Regions from separate parts of the Mus musculus genome. Here region 1 is linked to region 2. A link is a contact called in public Hi-C data. All regions are on one chromosome and are shown on one strand. The core of a region is the stretch at or near the end of the contact, and the rest is flanking DNA. Distances in the headings are between cores, read along the strand shown. Region 1 overlaps Il1rap (interleukin 1 receptor accessory protein). Region 2 has its middle 12 kb from the start of Cldn1.

Region 1 (5,450 bases), core at 1,957-4,456, 310 kb before region 2:
TTTTCATGATTATCTAAGATATGAAATTGTGTCTTATTGTACCCATGTATTCATGGATTTTCTTCAAGCAACATTTAGAAACAAAGGCGTTGACAACATCGGAACCAGCATACTGATCATTATCACAAAGATGGAAGCTTTCTCTTAGGATTTTTCATTTAACTGACTCAGTGTTTTGTGTCCGATGTGGGTGCAGAAATTCTCTCCTTTATTTCCTATTCACCACTGTGTTACCGTGAGAGTTCACAGAGTCATCGGCTCGGTGCATCCATTACCTTTCTGTTTCACCTTGGCAGCCTGCTCAGCTTCCCCTTTGGTATTTCGAGCATGACAGACATAGTTGCGCCTGAGATCCTCCGGGGTGACTTTCTTGATGCTCAAAATCTGAGTCCTTGTTTCATCTTCCGTTGAAGAATAACTTACACTACACACAAGGAGAAGCAAATCAAAAATATCTGTGAGATACAATGCCTATGCTCTCTCTGTGAATCAGAAGTTAAGTGAGGGCAGATGGGGTGCTGGCAAGGATCTTCTCGCACACTGGACAAACCCCAATGCTAGAGTCTCACTACACCTCTTTCTTCCGAGCTAAATCTAGATGCTGGGGCACAATGCCTGTACCAGCTTGCAAAGAACCGTCTGGGATCAGACTCATTTAGGATTGCTGCATGTTTTGTCATTTAATGCTATGTACTTTGGGCAATGTCTCTAAACTTTGCATGTCCTGTCTGTTTTTTGAAGGAGTGTATTATATGAATAATTTACGGGAATACTTGGAAGGCTGACCAAGCATCTGTGTCTGCCGCAGAAACACTCGATGAGTGCTCCCGTGTGCTATTTTAACCCCATAGTAAGTGTTGCAGTGCAGAGACACTGGATGCTTGACTTGCAAACACAGGCAGACATTTTGTGTGATGTTGAAACTGCATAGTTGAATCCTAACACAGGAAGAGAAGAAATAGCTCAGAATGAGAAAACTGAGCTGTGAAATAAATATAGTCAAACTCCAGTAACTCTAAGACCAAGTGTTTTGTGTTGTAAGAGCAGGACTTTATTTAGTTCCCTTTAAACGAACTGTCTGGGTAAGATCTAAATATCTCCCTCCCTTAGCCAATATGCATATTTTTCTTTAGATTACACTTACTGTCATTCATAAACATTTGTTTAGAGGCTCAGTTGTTTTCTTCCACGTTAAGGTCCTGCTCTGTGGAATACTGCAAATATATCTTACTCACAGCAAGGTAGAATAACATGACTTTGCTATCCTAAGCATTCATTTATTATGAGGATGAGAATCACAATTCTTAACATTCCTGAAATGACCAATAATTGTCCCTCGAGTTTTCAAGCTAAAATTGTCATCAACTCTTCTCTGTTTCTCAAACATCCAGGTCTGTGCATACAATGTCCCCTTTACCAGATTGCTGTTCATATCTTAACTGAGCAAGTTTGATTTGAACGCTGCTTCTTTTGTGGAGGGCCCCTTAATCCCCCTGAACTGAAGGAATCCTCTAAGAATTCCTCCTCTAACATCTCCTCCTTCTCTACTACTTATATATCAGATACTGTAAATAGACACATGATCTGTCATAGTTTACCTAATGAGGGATAGCTAAGTAAGAAAAGAGGCTGTTCAAAGTAGACATTTTATAATTTCTACAAAAACTTACATTACTATTAGGAAAGAAATAGGTTTGAATTGTAGAAATTCAATTAGCTTAAGGTCTGTTTGCACAAGGTGACCAAATTTAGGGTCTTAATAACTATTCTGTCACATATGTCACCACAGTGATTTATTAGTTTCTGGAGCGAACCAATTCTCTCTAGCAATTTATACCTCACTTACAGAGAAGTCTTTTGTCTCCAGAGACCTATACGTTCTCCTTTGTTAAATTCTTACAAATATCAAGTTTACTTAAGAATGAAATGACCCAAGTTGTTATATCAAGAGAGGTATGTATTATTACCCATAAGCTTTTGAAAATTAGCTCTTTGGGATTTTTGAACATTTACTTTTAAAAGTGAAATTTAGAGAACAAAAATGTAGTTAGTTAATATTTAATAAGTAATTCTCAAGTATCAGGGGAAGATGAGAAAAGTATGGTTACTTTAATAGAAGAGACTAACATACATTATGTAAGACAGACTATTTAGACCCATACTCCAGGACTGAGAAAGACAACACTATACTTTCATGGAAGCATATGCCAACATATCTCCTTCTTATTCATCTTGCTCATGTGAAAGATACACTCCTTATGTCTTTAAGTGAGAATCAGAAACATGGGAAGTTGGTTGAACTTAAAACAATCTGATGCCTGCTCTTTGGGTTCACTGTGATGAAGCTATCTAGCCTGAAGACAATGCAATTCCAAAGTTTGTCACACAATCTGACAAGTATGTGCACTTGCCTTGCTAGTTTAATGACCCTGCAGCCCCTGAAGGTTGAAAAATCTTGCTAAGTTTCTTAAAGAATAATAATAATCATGTACATTGAATAATATTCATCAAGACCTTAGACTAACAAAGACTAGAGCACCTGCATGCAGCCAGGATACCTTTCATTAATAGTGATGTCGACTGTGACGTCATCAGGCTTCTTTCCATCAATGGTCCACCAGACCTCATTGTGGGAGTCCATAATGAAACTGAAATAGACTTTGCAGGGAATAACCAGTTCCTCTCCTGAAATAAATTTAGTCGATGAAGTTAACCTATATTAATCCATCAGTCTATATATTTCATATGATTAGTTATGCCTGATTCTCTAGTGGCCACTGTAAGGCAACCTACCGAAACACCAAACACATGAGAGGATAAAACCAAGAAGAAAAATGAGCAAGTGTCCATGAAATTACAAGGGTGGGCATTTTTAACACTAAATAAGTATCTTCTAAAATGTCAGAAGAACTCTGACTATATTCTTTTCAGGCCAAATCTCTTCTAGTACTGTTATTTTGTTATGAGGGCATAAACAAAGTACAAGCAAAATGGAACTTTCCTTCTCTTTCTTTTCTTTTCTTTTCTTTTCTTTTCTTTTCTTTTCTTTTCTTTTCTTTCCTCTCTCTCTCTCTCTCTCTCTCTCTCTCTCTCTCTCTTTCTTTCTTTCTTTCTTTCTTTCTTTCATTGTTATAAAACACCATGGCCAAGGCAAGTTATAAAAGAGAACATTTGATTTGAGGTTCAAAGTTCCAGAGGGTTAAAGTCAATGATCATCGTAAGAGGGATCATGGCTGTAGGCCAGCAGGCTTGGTGCTGGAACGGTAGCTAAGAGATTATTTCTCATGGAAAAACACGAGGCAGAGAAAGCTACCTAGGAATCGCATGGGATTTTTGAAACCTCAAAGCCCACCTCCAGCCATAGCTCACAGTCCTGTTTCACAATTCCTCCCAAACAGTTCCATAAGTTGGGCACTAGGAATTCAGATATATGAGCCTATGGGAGTGGCGGTTATTCTCCTTCAAACTATAGCATTGACCAGTAAAAGTCTGTAAATGGTGGGTCCTTGTCCAAGGAGGAGAGAGTGATGTCATTTCCTAAGTAACCTGGCCAAGGAATCTTCCTCTCCAATCCCTCAGAAGCTTAGTTTAAAATAGCAGCTCTAAGCTATGTGGCTGAGATGCTTTAAGACACTGAGACGTTTCAAACAGGGACACAGTGCTAACAATCAGGTCAGGACCAGCACATTACTGTGAACTCGGTAGAACTAAATACCTGTCCGTGTTTTCCTTTATTCCTATTTTATCCTTTCAAAATCATATACACTTACATAATAAAGTTTATTTCCATTCTGCCATGGCCACCACCCGTCTATTTTCTTTAACACCTTTACCCAAACAATTTCCCTCCTATTTTTTATTATAGACCTCTGAATTTATTCATGTATTTGCATGAGCATGGATGTGGGTGTTATTTACTGAAGTATTGGGCAATATATCAATGGCTATAGCACTGAAGAATGTAAGTGACCGGTGAGTGCCTATCCCTAAATGGGAAATCTGCATTACCTCTTTCAAGTTCAGGAAACATTGATGGAGGTAAAGCAAAAAGGACATAAGAGCCAGGGGATGTAGATGAGTCTACAAAACAGCTACTTAAAATTAAAGATATATAGTTATATGTGTATGTGTTCCTTGAGACGTATGTGAAGAGACTGTTGTATGTGTATCAACTGGGGATAGGCAACCCATGGTGAGTTGTCATTTACATTTTGATCAGAGTGTCCTTGTCTGCTATACAAATAAGCTTCTCTGATAAGAGTTGATTACTGCATCTAGCTGTTTGTATTTAGACAGAAGTTGGAAACTATACTGGTTCAGGCACATGGAGGTAGTAGTCGCTTTTCCTCTACATTAGATGGCTTTGCCAGTTGCCTCTATTTAAAGAGTCAGGCATAAATTCCCACCTCTTGAGAAGACTTCCAAGTCTAATTTACATGGCTATTGCTTAGCCCTATAATGGAAGTACCATTAGTGGACCTTTTGGAATATATTGCTATTCTGCTATTGTAGTTCATAGGCTTTAGAGATTGATAGGGCTATGGGTTGCTTCTCACCACTGGAAACTTGCATATCTCCTTGTCATATTACGAGAGCTAGGTTTCAGAAAAGAAACACCTAATTCGAATTTAGATTGATTCCTAAGTTCTCTGTCCAAAGTGTGCTGTATTGTTGGTGATAGAGCCTGACTTCCAATTTCTGAGATGTGATCAAGGAAAAGAGTAAAAGCCTGTATTGTATGGGGAGCTTTTTGGACTCTCCTGCCTAACAACTTGAATATGGAGATTGCTCATGCCTAACACTTACGTTTTTATTAAATAGTCAATGCTTTTTTGGTGGGGAGCATTTTTATTCCAAGGGGCACAAGATATATATAAATATATATATATATATATATATAAAACCCTAAATGTTACATATTACCCCGCCTCCCTCTCCTGTGTTGCCCTCTTCCCTCTTTCTCAAGGAGGTTTTTCTCTGCCTAAGTATTTATTCTTACCAAACACCATGATGTCTTTTAAAAAATTAATTTTCTACAGAAGCAAAAGCTGACATTTCTACATATTAAAGGTTATTTGTAGGTCAAATTGTTAGTAAGAAGTAGGTAAAGATTCGACCTGGATTGGAACTTACATGCCAGTCTGCTGAGAATAATTCTGCTTTGTGCTAATATTTTTGGTTCACTATTGCCTGGACTCTGAAGATAGCTCTAATTATCTTGGGTTTGGCAGACAAACATTTTTTCCAGACTTATTCCAATGTGTGTCTTCCCTAACTTTTTCCTATAGACTTTGAAACTATTGTTTCACTTAAAAAGGTAAAATCAACATGAGTTCAAGAATGATTTTGAAGTGTGACATGCTAAGTAGATGAATCATACTCGACTGACTGACAGATTTCACTTTGGCATTGGCAAGAATGTTCAAATTACTACACAAATCCAATCTTAA
Region 2 (6,131 bases), core at 764-3,263:
GTAGGCTGCTGAGACATGTGTGTGTGTGTGTGTGTGTGTGTGTGTGTGTGTGTGTGTGTGTGTGTGTGTGTGTATTTCAGAAAGAAAGCCTCAGGAGTCAGTTCTTCCTTTCTACCATGTTTGTTCTTTAAACTGAACTCTGATCTTTACGCTTGGCAGATAAGACCTGCTTTGCTATCTCTTTGGTCCATCTCTTTCAGACTTGATGTTAATAGTGATTGCTATCACTATTGCTGGGCTCTGTTCTACTATTTTTACCCAAATTCATGACTGTTTAGCCACAGTATATCTTAAATCATCTCTTTTTAACCTTCGAGGACATAGTGTCTTGTTTTACTTTCAAGAAATATAGACTACATCTCAGTTGCTCAATTTTGTTAGTTTTGCAACCTTATCTTTTCTGCTGTCTTAAGTCAGAAAGAAAATATTTTTGAGTTGTGCCACAGAGAACATTTAATCTGGTCTCCTAGTTAGATAAACATCTTAAAATCTGAGATTCCTCGGATGACTAAGTTTCCATGCCAGGAAGAAGATTCTGTTTTTCTAATGAGATTCTTTCTGTTTGTCCATTATTGCAAACTGTTCCTTCAGGCACAGGTAACCCCATGAATTCATGAGTTCATGCATATAACTAGCTGCCTATGAACTAAGTCTGTAGCATCGTCAGGAATGAGCCAGGCGAGGTGGCACATGCCTTTAATCCCAGCACTTGGGAGACAGAGACAGGCAGATTTCAAGGCCAGCGTGGTCTACAAATTGAGTTCCAGGACAGCCAGAGCTATACAAAGAAACCCTGTCTCAAAAAACCAAAAAAAAAAAATAATAATAATAATAATTTGAAGCTGGGCGGTGGTAGTGCACGCCTTGAATCCCAACACTTGGGAGGCAGAGGCAGGCAGATTTCTGAGCTGGAGGCCAGCCTGTTTTACAAAGTGAGTTCCAGGACAGCCGGAGATATACAGAGAAATCCTGCCTCGGGAAAAAAACAGAATAAATTATTGATATCTTATTTTTCTTAAAATTAATAATTTAAATTATTTTACCATTACTAATCAGAATTGTATTCTTCTAGAAACACAAACTGCAGCTTGTAATATCTGTAATGTATTTATGTAGCGTCTGTCTTAAGAAAGATCATTGTACATTGTAAAGTACTGATTCATTGTAGTAGACAGAATAATAAACTCCCCTGCCTGGAGATGCTCACATCTAAGTACCTCACCTGTGGAATAAACTACACTACATAGGAAATGGAGAGCAAGGCTTGCACATACAGTTAACGTGTCTCATCAGTTATCTCAGGTTATCTGTGCACACACAATGCTCCATAACGAGAGTCTTTAAGAGAGAGAGAGACAAGGAGTGCCAGAGAATAGGCTCAATATATAATCTATACCTGTAAAGAAATGTTCTTTAAAGAACTTGATGAAATTTCTTTAAAGACACTGACTTCAAGCTTCCAGCTTTGAAAGCAGTAAGAAGATGTCATTAGCCAAAATCTGGCAAGGCAAAATCCAAAAAGTTCCAGAAAAGTAGGTGACCTTGCTGACAACTTTAATCCTATGAGACACATTTAGGGTTTTGGTTTTATTTTTAATCATATATAAAACAATAAATGTTTTATATTATGTAAATGTGTAATATTTATTTATTATGATTATTATATCTATTCTTTTAAATTATTAAACTAGTGATTATTATAGTAGCCACAGAAAACCGATGAGCTTATTTTTAGAACTACAAACAGAAATTTTCCAAAGATACGATGATTGTGTATTTGATGAAATCCATATCAGAACTCAAAAAAATAAAAAATAAAAAGGAAAAAAAGACATTACTAACAACTAAAACTATATTTGACTTCTGTTTATCAAATTGCACCCAGGACAGTCTAGATCACATTTAAATATTTTTTCCTGTAACCTGTCAAAGATTCACAAGATAATACTGAACAAAATCAGAGACAAGTGTCTGCCTGATCGAAGACCCGGAACTATGTTTAGTAAACTGTTTGTTCAGTCAATATTTAATGAAGCCGGTGGGGATGTGGTGTATGCATCTGTCAGTATGACACAGCAGAGGAAGACAGCAAGGAGGCCATGCTCAGCAGCTGAATTCAGTCGGCTCAGCCTCTAAGGCAGGGAGGGCCAATGCTTTGAGCCTGCAAACTGCTTTCAATGAGACCACATCTGAGCCCACATGTCCTCAGAGGTCTGACTACCAGTAAAGCAACTTCCTGTTCACTCTGATCCACTGAACCATGGGGCTTTCGTAATATTCTGCTCTTTGTTCTTGCAATAATGCTCATGTATACTCATTGATCCTCACTTTACTTAACTTAACCCCTATTTTACAAAATAAAATAAAAAACAAAGGGGAAAAGAAGGGAGAAACAGTAGCAGACTCTAGATTTTGTTCCAAGGTCAGGATCTCATAGCCAGGCTGGCCTGAAATTCCCTACTAGCTGGAAATGACCTTGAACTCCTCATCCTCCATCTCTACCTCCAATGAGCTGGGACTACAAGAATGTTCTGAAATGCCTCCATAGAGTTTAGATTTTAATTTTAAGTGCAAAAGACACCTGTGCGTTTTTATCATTAGACAATCAAGCCCTGTTCCTCTCTATGAATTTTCTGGTGACTGTGGAACGTGTTTCACACCTCACTGGGGGCATAGTAATGAAGCTTCTCTCACTACAGTCTCTCACCTTTAGTCTGCTCTCCATCCTCATAATCGTATACTGGCTCACAATCTCGAAGGTTTCCTACACCAATCCCAAAAGATGAGATTATAGAACAATTAGTTGGTGCCAGGCCCTTCACTAAGCATGTAATAACCCAGTCCTTGTCACTAAGCATCACATGCTGCAAGTGAGGCTGACAGAAGAACAAAGAACAAGGATAGCTTAGTCCAACTAGATTGGGTTATGGACACCCCTTTATTTTCCTCTTAAAAGTTACCATTAAAATAAAAACACCTCATTCCTTTTCTTTCCTCCCATGAACACTGCCACCCACCCCCGAACCCCATCAAATCCTGGCTTCTTGCTTTTTTTTTAATGTATTTTACACACACACACACACACACACACACACACACACACACACACACACACACACAAACACACACACACACACACACGCTCACACATACACTAAATACAAAATATGACCTGGTGAAGGTAGTGTTGTTTATAAGTTTATGACTTCAAGGCTGACCATTTCATATTGGATAGCTGAGAGGGGACTCACCCCTGGACAACTTCATTTTCTAATAACATACTTGGCAGTATATCTCCTTTACCGCTGTAAAACATCCGGCCAGACAGTACTTCTAGGAACCTGAATCAAGCTGTACACACACCTCTCTCTGTACCTCCCCTATAAACAAACTTAGATAGTTTCTACTCAAGCCTATTTCCAATGCCTCCAGTTGCAGCCACTCCCCACCCCTGACCTTACTTCTGCAGCTCTCATGGGACAAGCAAACTTGTGTCCTTAAGCGAACTGAGGGAGACTCTATTTCACTACCTTGTGCCTATGCTTAATTGGATGTTGTCTTGGTCTTTTGGATTGCTGTGACAAAACACCATGACCAAGTCAATTTACAGAAGAGTTTATTGGGTTCATGGCTCCAGGTTAGACAACATAAACACCGTGGTACGGAACCTATTAGCAGACAGGCAGACATGGTACTTAAGCAGTAACTGAGAGTTTAGTTTTGATCCACATGCACTATAGACAGACAGACAGACAGACACAGAAAGAAGTAATTGGGAATAGCATGAGATTTTGAAATCTCAAAGCCCACCCCAGTGAAATACCTCTTCCAACAATACCACACCTCCTAATCCTTCCCAAACATCTCCACCTACTGGGGACTAAGAGTTCAAAATCTGAGTCTATAGGAATGATTTTAATTCAAACCACTGCAAGTGTACATGTGATTAAAATTAGGTGTGTCTGGTTAGGGTTATATGCTACAGTAGTAACATGGTTATGTGACCGAGTCTATCAATCAAAATAGAGAACTGTCCTTACCATGCCATTTAGCAACCCAACCTCCCTTTCTATTACAGCCCATAAAAGGAAACCTCAATCAGTAGTCAGAGCCCTGGAGTACCCTCGCTCATGTGGTCTGATGCTCTCTTGCAGTGGAGTCTAATCTTTTCTATTGCTTAGCATAAAATACAGTTTCCTTTTTGCTGCTGCAAATCTGTGAGGTTTTATTTCCAATCATTGCAGAAGAGGTCAAGAACCTGAAAACACCCAGCCCTGACACCAACCACTAGTAACATTCATAATACTATTATATTTACTTTTAGTGGAGAAACAGAGGAGTTCAGAATATAAATAATGTACCAAGATTACACAGCTAGGAAGACTCAGATCCAAAACTGATACCTTCTTGACCATTTGGCATTCAGACTTCCAGAGCTTTATTATGAGCCAACTTAATGACCATTAGCAATAGGATGAATACCAGCCAATTGGTTTGTGTTCCAGTTTTTCTATTATTGTGATAAAACACCGACCAAAATCAACTTGGGGGTGGGTGATGCATTATTTGGCTTCGACTTAATGATCACTATCCATCATTGAAGGGAGTCAGCACAGGAACTCAAGACAAGAACCTGGAGGCAGAAAGTGAAGCAGAGACACTTGATGCTGGTAATAGGGTAGCTCCACAGGGCTCACTCAGCTTGCTCTTTTGTGTACAGCCTGGGACTACTGTCTAGGAACACCACTTCTCATGTAGACTCTGCCATTCTACATCAATCATTAATCAAGAAAATGTCGACAGGCCTTTGTGATGGAAGTATTTTCTCAATCTTTTCCCAGATGACTCTAGCTTGCGACAAGTTGACAGAAAACCAGCCAGGTCTGTTAGTTCCTGTATTATAAAAATAGCATAGCTAACTTCATAATGTAATAAGTAGTTAACTTATTCCTTAGAACCAAAGTTCTAAAGAATAGAACCAACACAACACCTTTCAAAATGATGAAAGGGACTGATGTTTCTGCTTCTAAAATTTCAAAATAGAATTATTTTTTTAAATTTGTATTAGATATTTTCTTCATTTATATTTCAAATGCTATCCCAAAAGTCCCTTATACCCTCCCCCTGCCCTGCTTCCCTACCCACCCACTCCCACTTCTTGCCCATGGTGTTCCCCTGTACTGGGACATATAAAGTTTGTAAGTCCAAGGGGCTTCTCTTCCCAATGATGGCCCACTAGGCCATCTTCTCCTACATATGCAGCTAGAGACATGAGCTCTGTGGGTACTGGTTAGTTCATATTGTTGGTCCACCTATAGGGTTGTAGACCCCTTCAGCTCCTTGGGTACTTTCTCTAGCTCCTCCATTGGGGGCCCTGTGTTCCATCCTATAGATGACTGTGAGCATCCACTTCTGTATTTGCCAGGCACTGGCATAGCCTCACAGGAGACAGCTATATCAGGGTCCTTTCAACAAAATCTTGCTGGCACATGCAATAGTGTCTGCGTTTCGTAGCTGATTATGGGATGGATCCCCAGGTGGGGCAGTCTCTGGATGGTCCATCCTTTATCTTAGTTCCAAACTTTGTCTCTGTAACTCCTTCCATGGGTATTTTGTTCCCTATTCTAGGGAGGAATGAATTATCCACATGTTGGTCTTCCTTCTTCTTGATTCTCTTGTGTTTTGTAAATTGTATTCAGGATAGAATTCTTAATATAGCAGGAATTCAGCTAGAATTCCATAAAGGCTGGCCATATACTATACTCTCAAATTGGAAAACATTTACAGTTTGGGCTCCTTGGTTTTTCATATAATCTTGCATGTGGTCATATGTAAGGTTAAATGAGAGAAAGGGTGGGTCTCTTTCTTATAGTAGTCCATTAGTCCTGAACTAGACAGCTACATATGTTCCTGCATGACAATTGTATAATCCCACCAGGCTTTTTCCACTCTTGGTCTTTGTTTTGTGTTCTGCTTGGATTACTCAGTCCTGGCCTGTCTTAGTCAGGGTTTCTATTCCTGCACAAACATCATGACCAAGAAACAAGTTGGGGAGGAAAGGGTTTATTTGGCTTACACTTCCATGCTGCTGTTCATCACCAAAGGAAGTCAGGACTGGAACTCAAACAGGT

Evidence for each region. Hi-C and Micro-C count contacts between places; a contact is called where the count stands out from the background.
Region 1: a Hi-C map of liver shows a contact between it and region 2, with 3 times the contacts expected there. The contact joins two enhancer-like sites. A contact is called at or near these places in 3 of 39 promoter capture datasets (liver and stem cell-derived epiblast-like cells) and 2 of 484 Hi-C or Micro-C datasets (both in liver).

The regions. Positions count from the first base shown.
Region 1 is chr16:26,696,062-26,701,511 of GRCm38.p6, reverse strand. Il1rap (interleukin 1 receptor accessory protein) reads right to left here. Exons shown (of 11, transcript NM_001159318.1): 7 at 2,559-2,685; 8 at 276-424. Among named protein-coding and RNA genes, the nearest start is that of Gm20319, 57 kb to the left of the region's middle. Within about 2 kb of position 3,206, at least 3 of the 459 cell types and tissues checked have an H3K27ac peak or open chromatin away from gene starts, as enhancers often do. A contact at or near this core is called in liver, where this site is marked.
Region 2 is chr16:26,380,378-26,386,508 of GRCm38.p6, reverse strand. No RefSeq gene overlaps it. Among named protein-coding and RNA genes, the nearest start is that of Cldn1, 12 kb to the right of the region's middle. Within about 2 kb of position 2,013, at least 24 of the 459 cell types and tissues checked have an H3K27ac peak or open chromatin away from gene starts, as enhancers often do. A contact at or near this core is called in liver, where this site is marked.